Linked DNA regions of Sus scrofa: region 1 is linked to region 2. The links are chromatin contacts, called in public HiChIP or PLAC-seq maps. All regions are on one chromosome and are shown on one strand. Each heading gives the region's core, a stretch centred on a gene start, on an enhancer-like site or on the middle of the called end of the contact. The rest is flanking DNA. Distances are from core to core; before and after follow the strand shown.

What was found. HiChIP or PLAC-seq counts read pairs in DNA pulled down with a chosen protein or histone mark.
Region 1: an H3K27ac HiChIP or PLAC-seq map of alveolar macrophages shows a contact between it and region 2. The contact joins two enhancer-like sites. A contact is called at or near these places in 3 of 47 Hi-C or Micro-C datasets (blood, embryonic fibroblasts and epiblast stem cells) and 1 of 2 datasets of contacts at active chromatin or transcription factors (alveolar macrophages).

The regions. Positions count from the first base shown.
Region 1 is chr6:17,462,252-17,468,539 of Sscrofa11.1, reverse strand. No RefSeq gene overlaps it. Among named protein-coding and RNA genes, the nearest start is that of NFAT5, 30 kb to the right of the region's middle. Within about 2 kb of position 3,034, at least 27 of the 83 cell types and tissues checked have an H3K27ac peak or open chromatin away from gene starts, as enhancers often do. A contact at or near this core is called in alveolar macrophages, where this site is marked.
Region 2 is chr6:17,398,606-17,405,224 of Sscrofa11.1, reverse strand. All of the region lies in intron 1 of NFAT5 (nuclear factor of activated T-cells 5), which reads left to right. Among named protein-coding and RNA genes, the nearest start is that of NFAT5, 33 kb to the left of the region's middle. Within about 2 kb of position 4,129, at least 1 of the 83 cell types and tissues checked has an H3K27ac peak or open chromatin away from gene starts, as enhancers often do. A contact at or near this core is called in alveolar macrophages, where this site is marked.

The sequences.
Region 1 (6,288 bases), core at 1,785-4,284, 64 kb before region 2:
GACACAGCCTGCTAAACCTCTCTGGCCCTCAGATTTCCCCTCTAAGAATGAGGTGAACAAGACCAGAACATGGGGCCATTGTAAGGATTAAAAGTGCGATGATGTATACTCTCCATACAACCCAGAAGTACCATTCCTATATATTCAAAAGAAAGGAGAAGGCGTATTCACACACAGTCATAATTCACCCAAAATTATTTGTGAATGCTTATAGCAGTTCTGTTCATAATTGTCCCAAGCTGCGAACAACCCAGATGTCCTTAACTGATGAATGGATAAACACACTGAGGTGCCTCCATACAATGGAATATAGCTCACCCCAAACAAGAAATAAATTATAGTTGACCCTTGGATCAACATGGGATTGAATTGGGCCGGTTCACTGATATGCCCATTTTTTTCAATATGAATACTGTACTCTACTTTCTGACTTTGATCGAATCTGTGGCTGTGGAACTGTGGGTACTGGAGGAACTGCATTTGTGGAGGAACCATGAATATGGGGTGGGGGGGACGGTGACTTTTAAGTTATACATGGATATTTGGGTGGAGGGTTGGCGCCCCAACCCCTATGTTGTTCAATAGTCAATTGTATTGATACAACATACGCAATAATAATGGGGATGAAGCTCAAATGCATCCTGCAGGTAAAAAAAGGCAGACATAAGAGACTACCTGTTGCATGATTCCCTTTATATGAGAGTCTGGAGAAGGAAAAACTATAGGCCCAAGAACATATTAGTGGGTGCTAGGGCTGGAGAGCAGAGTGTATATGGAGAGGCTGGGGCGGGGTTAGTGGATGGCTACAGAAGCTCATGAAAGAATTTTTCCTGGGGAGGGTGATGGACCCTTTCAGCATCTTGGCTGTAGTAGTAGCTGTACAAGTATATACATTTGTCAAAACTCACAGGACTCTCCACTAAAAAGGGTGAATTTGGGAGAGGTTCTTGGTCTGGTGATTAGGATTCGGTGCTTTCATTGTTGCAACCTGGGTTCAATCCCTGGTCTGGGAACTGAGATCCCATATCAAGCCACTCTGCGCTGTGGCCAAAAAAATAAAAAGGGTGAGTTTTCCTGTGTGTAAGTTATGCCTCATTAGACCTGACTTATAAAAGGTCAAAATGGGGAGTTCCCGTTGTGGCTCAGTGTGTTACAAACCCAACTAATGTCCATGAGGATTTGGGTTCGATCCCTGGCCTTACTCAGTGGGTTAAGGATCTGGCATGGCCATGAGCTGTGGTGTAGGTTGTAGATGTTGCTCAGATCCTGTGTTGCTGTGGCTGTGGGGTAGGCTGGCAGCTGCAGCTCTGATTCCACCCCTCCCTAGCGTTCGAACTTCCATATGCCGCAGGTGTGGCCCTAAAAAACAATAACAAATGAATAAAAATAAAATGTCAAAACAAAGGAAAAGGGCCTGCTTTAGTGCCCGCAGGAAGAAGATAGCTATAGATTCCTTTCTACTCAAGTGTTAGTAACAACGTGTTCCTCTCTCTAGCATTTTAACTTTTGTAAAAAGAGTCTGAAACTTTAGTAGAAAAAGAAGGGAAGCAGTCTGGGTCCATGTGCATTTGTGTTTATTTGTATATGCGAAGAAGATACACTAGAAACTAATAACAGTGGTGAAGTGACAGGGGAGTGGGGTAGGCAGATGGGGGACCCAACCGAGACAGTCTTTTCAGTATCACTTTGTGTGTGTGTGTATAATATAGTTTCATGGTTTAAAATGTATATAGTTTTATTTACATTTGTATCAATGGTGCATAATTTTTGAATTATGTGAATGTAATTCATATAATATCTATATGTATTATCTATAAAAACAGTAAATTACAAAGAGATATTTAAAAGGTTTAAAAGAAAGGAAATCTTTAATCCCACGGCATGACTCCCCCCACCAGTGGAATCTCTGAGGGGGTGGCATTCTGCGGCAGCCACATCACATGAGTATCTGCTTACTTGGCCTCAGCCCCACCCTCCCTGCTAATAGACTGAAGGAAAGACTTGGCTCCTTGAGTAGGTGGGCTCCTCTTCTCCGGAGGGAGCAGAACTGAGAACCCCTTCGTTCTCCCTCAGGTCTCTCTCCCACAGTTCTCCCAATGGCAGGAATTCCTTCCAGTCTTTCACCTTGCAGCTGGAGTAGGACTTCACCTACAGATGCTCCTTCACCTGAAGAAGTAATTATAAGCCGGAGTTCCCCTCATGGTACAGAAGAAATGAATCCAACTAGGAACCATGAGGTTGCGGGTTTGATCCCTGGCCTTGCTTAGTGGGTTAAGGATCTGGCATTGCTATGAGCTGTGGTGTAGGTCACAGACGTGACTTGGATCCTGCGTTGCTGTGGCTGTGGTGTAGGCCTGCAGCTGTAGCTCCAATTTGACCCCTACCTGGGAACCACCATGTGCCATGGGTGCGGCCCTAAAAAGCAGAAAAAAAAAAAAGAATTATAGGCCTAAAGTCATACTTTGGTGTAAATGTGTGATATTGGACTCTTAGACTCTTTCCCAGAGATGTATTTTGGGAGAGAGAAGCAGACCACCTATGTGTCAGGTGCCTGGACATTTGAGGGGACCTGAAATACAGGGCAATGAGGGGACACAGGTTAATTACTTCTTCCTCTTGTGGGGATAGACCTCCGTGAGAGCCCTAGGAGAGGCCAAGCTGCAGGGCCTGCCTTTTTTGGCAGCACTGGCTGGAGGCCAGGCCTGGATTTGAATCTCGCCTGGGCCTCTTCCTACCAGACACTTTGACCAAGGATCTCTGTACTTCACTTTTCGCATCTTTGACGGAGAGAGCTAATAACACCTGTGCGGAATGGGCAGCTTTGTGGGTGAGAGATGATGTGGGGACCACAGGCAGCACCGTGAAGGATGCTGCTTAGGTCCTGGGCACCCAGGTGCCCTTCTCAGCCAGCTCTGCCTAGGCTGTCTCAGGGCCACACGTGTGGTTTAGGGGGAAAGGGTGACAGACAGAGAGGAGCAGTGAGGTGGAACAATACCAAGAATGAGAGCAGGGCGGTGGGGCTGACTCATGAGATGACTCATTTCCTTGCCCAGGGATGATCTGAGCATCCCCGGAGCTGCTCCTCACAGCCTCCTCACACCCTCTGTTCCCTTTTTGTGGGGAAGGCCCCGGGGAGGGTCGCCCCGCCCCCACAGAGAGTGGGGAGCCGTGTCAGACCTTCCCTCGCAAACCCAAGGACGGAAGGGGAGGTTGGCCCGCTACAAGATCATCTTCCTCTCCACGAAAGAGCAGTCTCCGGACGATGCACTCATTTCGAGAAAGGACAGTTTTTGTCCTGGAATACAGGAGAGAGTCTCGACTCTTTTTGCCCATTTTCAGATTAGCACAAGGCTATCTGCATCCCCACAGAATGCTTGGAAAGCACAGAAAGGTGTGAAGAAGCTGAAAAATATCACCCATCATCCTTTCATTTCGATATAGTTATGGTGATGAGTTTGGTATTTTTCCATTCTATTTTTTTTTTTCCTCTGTGTTTTTTTTCCTGACATGGGTCAAGTTTATGTTGTTTATACTTGCAACAGCAGTATTCAGAAGAGATATGTGAATCAGAAATGTGAGCCACATGCGTAGTTGAAAATGTTTTGGTAGCCTCATTAAAGAACATGAAAACAAACAGGTGAAATCGATTTTAATAATGGATTGTACTTAACCCAAAAGATCTAAACATACTACCATTGCCTCATACAATCAATATACAAATTATTGATGAAATAGTTTACATTCTTTTTAAGTCTTTGAAATCTCCCCCACCTCCACCCCCAACTATAGTGCATCTCAGTTGGGACTGGCTACATTTCAAGTTCTCAGTAGCCACATGGGCTGGTGGTGAGTATATTGGGCAGCACAGCTGTACACAATTTCTCTCTCGCTTTAGTTTTTGCTTAAATCGCATCCTAAATATTTTCCTCAAATCATAAAATATCTTTGAAAAGAGTAACGTGTTTGAGTTTAAGTAACACACATTCACTAATTCCAAAGGTAATTTGCTTCTGTTTTGCTTCTCCTCACTCAGGGACAATTTATGTTAGCCATTTGATACAATTATATCTAGACTTTTCTTGGTAGGTATTCATACTGAGCAAAAATTAGACACATACAATATGTTCTATTTTATAACCACTTTTTTTACTGTATGATACAATGTGAACGTGCAAACAGTAATAGTGACAGTGTCACCTTTGAGTCTGTACAAAGAGTCAGGCGTATTCATACACCTGTTCTCATCTCAGCCGTGGGAGGGGGGACATTTCTATCCCATTTCTCAAGAGTGGACGTGGGGGCTTAGAGAAGTCAAGTGATTTTCATTATTGCAAAGTTGGAATTCCACCCAGATCTTCTGATTTTATCTCCACAGCTTTTCATTTTCACCATATGGTCTCCTTCTGGAGGCAGGCAGGCAGGGGATCCAAGACATGCCAGTGAAGTATTTACAAATTAACTTTTGGAGTAGATGCTCAATACACTGGAGCTGTCTCTCTCTACCCATGGGTTTGCCTAACAAACGCTGAAATCACGCAGGTAAATCCTCTTCCTCCCAGGGCGCACACACGACCCCAGGGCTGCCATCTTCCTGTGGGCCATCCTTCTCCTTCCACTTTTCGCCTTCTCTGTAACCTCCAGGAAAGAATCCTGAGAGTCTCTCTAAGTCAACTTTCTCAGCCTCATCACTGTTGACATATGGGCCAGATAATTCTTTGTCTGGGAAAGGGTGTGTGCAGCTGATCTGGGCTTTAGAGGTTGTTTAGCAACATCCCTGACCTCTGCCCACTAGACACCAGTAGCACTTCCCCCTAAGTTGTGACAATCAGAAGTGTCTGCAGACATTGCCAGATGTCTCCTGGGGTTGGGGGGAAGCCACTGCTCTGAGTGTTATCAGATGGAGGAGTCTTTCCTAAACCAGTCCCTTGGTGTGATCCAGAGACGAGGTAGGAGGATTACTTCCTACCTAGACTGCCATCCTCCACAAAGGGAGGAATCTTTTCTCTCTACCACCGAGTCTGGGTGTCTGCATCTACTAAGCACTCAGTAGATTTGCGCACAATGAAAGATGCTGGTGATTTTTGTTGTTGTCGTTGTACCTTATATTAGGCTTTTCAAGACGGAGTGAACTGTGCCTGATACATGTCCTAGATGATAGTGCCCGTTACAGATCCTTTTGCCCTGGCGTTCTCCATTGTTCCGATTCTGATATTCAGTCTGTTATTTTCCTTCGCCAAAGAGAATGATATGCGGTCTTTGCATTTACATCCCTGACTATCACATTACATGTGGATCATGCTCATATGTCCTGTGCTAGACTGACAAATATTTCTATGAGGCAAAAGAAAGATAATTTTTTTTTTTTTTTTTTTTTTGCCGCTTCCATGACATATGGAAGTGCCTGGGCCAGGGATTGAACCTGTACCACAGCAGTGAAGGAAAGACAATTTTTAACATTTGCATCATATGTCATATTTTGAGCATTCCTTCATCAACTTTTTTTCATTTAGGGTATTTAGACTGTTTTCAATTTTTTCTCATTTTAAATAACACTGCAGTGAACATCTTTTTGTATGTGTCTCTGCTGTACACTTTTTTTTGTCTTTTTAGGGCCACACCCATGGCATATGGAAGTTCCTAGTCTAGGGGTTGAATCAGAGCTGCAGCTGCCGGCCTACACCACTGTCACAGCAACTCAGGATCTGAGCCGAATCTGCCACCTACGCCACAGCTCACTGCAACACTGGATCCTTAACCCACTGAGCGAGGCTAGAGATCAAACCTGCATCTTCGTAGATGCTATTTGGGTTCATTACTGCTGAGCCATGATGGAAACTCCCATGCTGTACACTTTTTAAAGTAAAGAATTCAAGAACAAACCCAAGAATAAAGAAATAAAGATCAAACCCTTCCTGCTCAACACATTGTCTCCTTTGCTGAATTTGACACATGGAAACATCTCTGATTCTGGAAAAAACAAAAAACAAAAACAAATCTCCAACATGAACTGAGCTAATAAAATTCTGCCAAATTCAGCTCAAGTTGGCCTTGATCTTTGTGACTGTAACTAGAATAGTGGTTTTGTGGACAAACGGATTGTCTTTCTGTCCAACTTTTTGAGCTTCAATTTACTCCTCCATTAAATGGGAGTAATAATAGTACCAGCTTCAAAGAGCTTTTTCATGGAATAAGTGAGATGATGCTTGCAAAGTTCTCTGCACCTATCGAAAACAACAAAAAATTTAAAGTATAGTAAAATGTTAATGATGGAAACTTGCTGGGTTTATG
Region 2 (6,619 bases), core at 2,880-5,379:
GTGTGTATGTGTGTGTTTTAGAGCCACACCCATGGCACATAGAAGTTTCCAGGCTAGGAGTCCAATTGGAGCTACAGCTGCTGGCCTACACCACAGCTGCAGCAACATCAGATCTGAGCCACTTCTTCGACCTACACCACAGCTCACAGCAACGCCAGATCCTTAACCCACTGAGCGGGGCCAGGGATTGAACCCACAGTCTCACGGTTCCTAGTCAGATTGGTTTCTGCTGCACCACGATGGGAGCTCTTATCAGCATTTTTAAAATATAAAAACTTATACTTTAACCAGTTTTCATGTTAGAACTTTTTTCCCCAGGTGCTCTTTTCAGCTATAGCTCTCAGAGGGCTGACTTTTTCTCTGTCTTCCTAGTTGTTCATTAACCTGTTAGCACTTGACTACTTTAATAGGTTCAGAAAAATCTACTGCTTGTTAGTTGAAATTGCTAAGAGATAGAATTGGAATTAATCTGCTTGTAGTATATCTTCCAAATCTGATTTCATTTTGAGAAAAGTTCCTTCTAACTTTAATAGACCAACTTAACATGTTATGATAAATAACATGTAGGATTATTTCTATTATGGGAGAGTGGGCAGGTAGATAACTTACACTAATGTTGTATTACACTTTGCCTGCAACTTTGTACAGCACTTTGACATAGATTACCTCATTTAATTTTTTGCACCTAGGAGAGGTATAGTTAACATCCCTATATTATAGGCAATAAACCAAAACCCCACATGATTAAGAGACTTGCCCAAGTTGGCAGTGTTAATCACTAGAAAAGCTAGGGTGGAAAAAAAAGATATTCTAACTTCTGTTCCTTTTTTTTCTGTAACCTTGGCCAAGCTCATTTGTTTACTGACTGACTGAGGATACAATAGTAAAGGACAAAAATATGATTCCTGCCCTAATTGAGCTTACCTTCTAGTTGGGGAGAGGACTAATAAATAATCCATTAAAAATAGTATACTATGTGTTCTGAGAAGAGAAGTATAGATTGATGAGATGGGACATGAGAAGTCGGAAAATCAGGGCTTTTGATAAAAGGTGACATCCAGACTCAGTCCTAAAATTATAAAAATTCATCAGGTAAAGGTGAAGGAGCTGTATTGGAGGAAGAATGTTTTAGACAAAGACATATCGTATCATGATTGGAATATCAAATTGGGCGATTTGGAGGTGAGCAAGAGCTTAGTATGTTGAGAATTGAAAGAAGTTCATTATAACTGGATCATAGAGCTGGAGATTGGAGAAGGGGAGAATAAGGGAGGGAAAAAGTATTGTACAAGATGTGGTAAACCAAGGCTAGATATGAGAACCTAAATTAGTAGCACAAGGTTGGAGATAAGAGACCCTCAAATACTATATAAAGCTGAATAAATGAGATAGAAATACCATAATAAATTAGTGATATTTATACAGTTATTATATATCTCTTTGTTTTTTCTTTGTGCAGGAAAGGTTGCACAAATTTACAATGATTCTAATTGAAAATGTAACTCAGCACTGTTCACCATGGTGAACTTTAGAGATCGGCTTTGGCTATCAGATTCTTTTGCTACCATTTCTGTTCTGGCTTCCCTATTCTAGTATGTCTAAGTTAATCTTCCTCCAACATGTTATGAAGTAAGTCTTGGACCTAAAGTTAATAGAGAATAAATAAGTAAGCGAAGGTTACTCTTTACAGACCTTAATAACCTCTGTCATCTAGAGAAGATTAAGGGAGAAAAAGGATTATAGGAATTATTTGGAATGGAGGGGTGTAAATTGTGATTTGTTGCTAGAATGGTATTTTTTATTTTTAAGCATAAATTTAAGTCATTAATGTATTGAGTATTAAGAGCTTTGGGAATGTGTTATTTATTCAGTATATTTTGTGCTCAGTGCTTAAGGTAAAGAGGCTCACCATTGTTAAAGGGCAGACAGACACACGATTTCAGCATAGTTTGGTAAATGCCACTTTAAATTAAAACAACTGTTTCATGCTGTAAATAAGGCAGCAGAAGATAATGAGTTTTATTTTAGGTACGTTGAAATTAAGATGCTTGTGGAACATTGAGCACCTACTGTATACCAAGCACTGATCTAGGTACTGGAATTAGAGATTTAAAAAAAAGTCCCTGCCTTCAGCAGTTTATATTCAGTTGGTTGGAAAGAGATAATAAGCAAATCACTATCAAATGTCAGAGGGTAAGAACAGGCAAATCCATAGAGACAGTGAGTAAATTAGTGGTTGCCAGAACTTGGGTCATGAGGGAGTGAGGAATGACTTGCTAATAATGGCTGTGGAGTTTTTTTGGGGGTTATGAAAATGTTCTGGAATTGAATGGTGGTGATGATTGTAAAACTTTGTGAGTATACTCAAACCATTGAATTGTCTAGTTTAAAGGGTGCACTATTGTTATGTAAATTATATCAATCAAAAAGTGGTGGGGAGTACAAAAAAGAAAGCAGGTTTTGGAAGGGTAAGTGCTAGAGGGTGCTGTTTTCTGTAGGGTGGTCAGAGTGCCCCAAAGAAGTGGTGCCTCGTTTATAGAGGCCTGAAGGAATTAAGGGAGTAAGCTAATACCTAGGGAAAGAATTTCCCGGATGGAGGAACAGCAAGTTCAGAGGATTGGAAAGGTGCTTGGCATGTTCAAGAAACTACTAGTAAGGAGGCCAGTGTGATTGGAGCAGAGTGGGTAAGGAGGAGAGTTGTAAATGATAAAGCAAGAGACATGTTTGGGTGGTTAGATCATGTAGGATTTGGGATTTTACTCTTAGATGGGCGCTGAGGAGTGATCTGAATTAGGTTTCAAAGGGATTGTTCATTCAAGCTACAATGTAGATAATAAACTGTAGGAATGAAATAGTAAATCACTTGAAAAGCACTTGCATTTGTCCAGGTGAGATAGTTAGGTATTATATACAGGATGGTAGCAGGAGGTAGTAAGAAGTGTGGGAATTCCCGTTATGGCTCAGCGGAAATGAATCTGACTAGCATCCAGGAGGATGTAGGTTTGATCCCTGGCCTCTGTCAATAGGTTAAGGATCCAGCGTTGCTATGAGCTGTGGTATAGGCCAGCTTCTATAGTTCTGATTCAACCCCTCTCCTGGGAACCTCCACATGCCAAGGGTACAGCCCTAAAAAGATTTAAAAAAAGAAAAAAAGAAAAAAAAAAAAAAAAGGAAGTGTGGTGTTCTGGATATATTGTGTAGGAAAAGCAGACGGTAATTGCTTATGAATTGTGTGGCGTGTGAGAGAAAAAGATGATAACCAAAAATTTTGAACGGAGCAACTGGAAAAAGGAATTCTCATTTAATGAGATGGGAAAGACTCTGGTGGGTAAGTAGATGGGGGGAAATAAATCAAAAGATTGACTTTACAATTATTTGAATTTAGAGCTGCACAATTGCTATGGTTAATGTAATGTATTTTTTGTTTTGTATTCAAATTTTGGAAACCTTCCATAAGTGTCTATCATGTATAAATTATGGGATTTCAAGACACTTCAAGTTTTTTTGAGTAGCAACTAGTATTCAGTACTGTTTGAGTTGACAGTAGTCATTAACCAGCTTGTCCTAACTGTCCTCGTCTTATTGTGAGTTTTGTATTATGTTCATCAATGTCAATAATTCATGTCAAACATCAACAAACTTGTATCATTTCCCAATGTGTCTGTATGATTCATTCCTCTTTGTTAATTAGATTATCAAACAATAAAAAAGATTGATTTTAGACATACTAAGAATGAAATATCTATATAAATATCCAAAAGAAGATACTAAGTAGGTACTTATATCTATAAATCTGGAACTGGAGTCCAACATAAATAGTCATCATCATATGAATATCAATGGAGTTATGATTGATGTTGACCTTCTTTCAACAGAAAGAAAGAAGGTTGGGGATTCATTTCCCTGGGTAAAACACCCTAAATATTTAAGGGGCATGAAACAAGTAGTGGACTAGAATCAATGAGGGAAGAAAAGAAACAGAAGATAAGAGAGGAATTTCCAGTAGTAGAACCAGAGGTGGCAGATAAGTCAATTAGGAGTTTATTGGTGCAGAGAAACTTTAATGGACTGGTGGCAACAGAAGCCTAGTAGTAGTAGGTTGAGTAATAGGTGTGAGTAGAGGAAGTGGAAGCAGCTAGTGAAGACAACTGTTATACTAAGTGTGTTGGAAGAGGGAAGGGGAGGTGGAAGCTAGAAAGAGATACAATAGGAATAGGAATCTTGTGGAATGAAGAGAGTTGAAAATAAAAGATAGGAATTAATTTAATAGAAGAAAGTTTTCCTTCAAAAGAAGAAAAAGGAATCTAGTACACAGGATTGTTTTTTCTTTTGGACCTAAAGGAACAGAAGTAGGGATAATTTGTATCTGGAAAAGGAAGTATGGGGAATTCATTCTTAGAGCTTGCCTGTTTTCTCCTTGGAACAATAAGCAGTTATTTGCCAAGAATGACAGATATAGGTTGGTGGCTCTAAGATGGGGGAGCTGAGGAGGAATACTTGAAATAAATAAATAAAAGGTTTCCTGAGCTACTTTTAGGAGGATCATGAATTCATAGTAGTAACTAGTCTGTGTATTTTGATTTTTTCCATTAAAGTTTAAAATACTGTGGATCTGGAATATTGAAGATGAGTGGTTAGGGTTATTGAGGATTGAATATGTTTAATAGGGTGATTATAATAAGAAAAACAATTAAGGGCTGGGTAAAAGAATTCTTCAAGTCACAACCTCATCTGTTTCTTGAAGTTATCCTCCATTGTTCTTTTTCTTTTTCATTTTTGTTTCTTTTTTTTTTTTAGGGCCACACCTATGGCATATGAAAGTTCCCAGGCTAGGGGATGAATTGGAGCTGCAACTGCCAGCCTACGCCGTAGCCATAGCAACTCTAGATCCAAGCTTCATCTTCGACCTGCATCACAGTTCATGGCAATGCTAATTCCTTAACCAACTGAGTAAGGCCAGGGATTGAACCCACATCCTCATGGATGCTAGTGGTGTTCAATACCACTGAGCCAAAAATGGGAATTCCCATTTTTGTGTTTCTTTTCCCTGTTAATGCTGCCTTGTGTTTAATCTGTATAATTAATATGTATTTATATATTTATCTTAAGTTTGAATTTTTTTAAAACATATGTGATTGGTTAAATCCAAGGATGTGGAACCTGAGGATAGAGAGGGCTGATTGTATCCCATAGTGTAAATACCAAATATACTTAAATCAGCCAGTCTTCGATGATGGAGTTTTATTTTATTTTAACTGTTATAAACATCACTATAAGGAACACAGTGCATACTTTTTTCCCCCCTCTCTACTGCTACAGTTATTTCCTGTGAGTAATAATAGCTAATACTTATGTAGCATTTTCTCTATGATGAGCACTAAGCACTTAAATTTTTTATTTTTACACTTTTTTCTGCTATTAAATTTCAAGGTGAATCTTTCACACATGCATCTTTTAGCTTTATTTTGAGAATGAGCTAACTAAATAAAACTACCCGCAAGTAATTAGATAAAACCATACTCAAACCATCCTATAATATTTTGGTTACATGTTTAGGCTTTGGAGTCAAAACAGATCTGGATTCAAATGCTTGCTCTGCTACTTAGAGCAGTTGTAGGACTCTAAAATTTAATCAGACTCTAAACTTGTTTAAAATTCTAAACTAGCTTTCTAGTTTGTTAAATCAAAGGCATTTAAAAGCATAAAATCTTTTTTTATTGGAACAATGTTATAACTAAGAAGAAGTAGTAATTTTTTTTTTTTTTTTTTTTTTTTTGTCTTTTTGCCATTTCTTGGGCCGCTCCCTCGGCATGTGGAGGTTCCCAGGCTAGGGGTCTAATGGAGCTGTAGCTGCCAGCCTACACCACAGCCACAGCAACTCAGGATCCTTGACCCACTGAGTGAGGCCAGGGATTGAACCCGCAATCTCATGGTTCCTAGTTGGATTCGTTAACCACTGAGCCATGACGGGAACTCCCAAAGTAATAATTTTTTAAAAATAGAGCTCAAGAAAAAGCAAAAAGACAAAAAAAAAAATCTTCGTTGTCTTTTGTCTAATAAAATTCATAAAATTAAATCTATCTTGTAATTCTAAATCATGTATTCAAGGAATAGTTGATAGTAGAAGAAAATGTCCATAATGGGAGTTTTCTTTGTGGCTCAGTGGGTTACAAACCCAACTAGTATCTCTGAGGATGTGGGGTTGATCCCTCGCCTTGCTCAGTGGGTTAAGGATCTAGCGTTGCCACAAACTGCGGTGTTGGTCACAGATGCAGCTCATATCTGGCATTGCTGTGGCTTTGACATAGGCTGACAACTCTTGCTGCAATTCAACGCCTAGCCTGGGAACTTCCATATGCCATGGGTGTGCCCCTAAAAAAGACACATACAAAAAAAGCAAAAGAAAATGTCCATGATGAATATTAAATTTTTTAATAGGAAAATACAAAACTGTGATCTCACTTTTATTTTTAAAGAGCTAGTAGGAAAGAGATTAAAATGTTAGAATGGTAAGGGAGTTTCCCTTGTGGCTCAGGGCATTAAGGACCTGATACTATCTCTGTAAAGATGCGGGTTTGATTCCTGGCCTCGCTCAATGGGTTAAAAATCTGGTATTGCC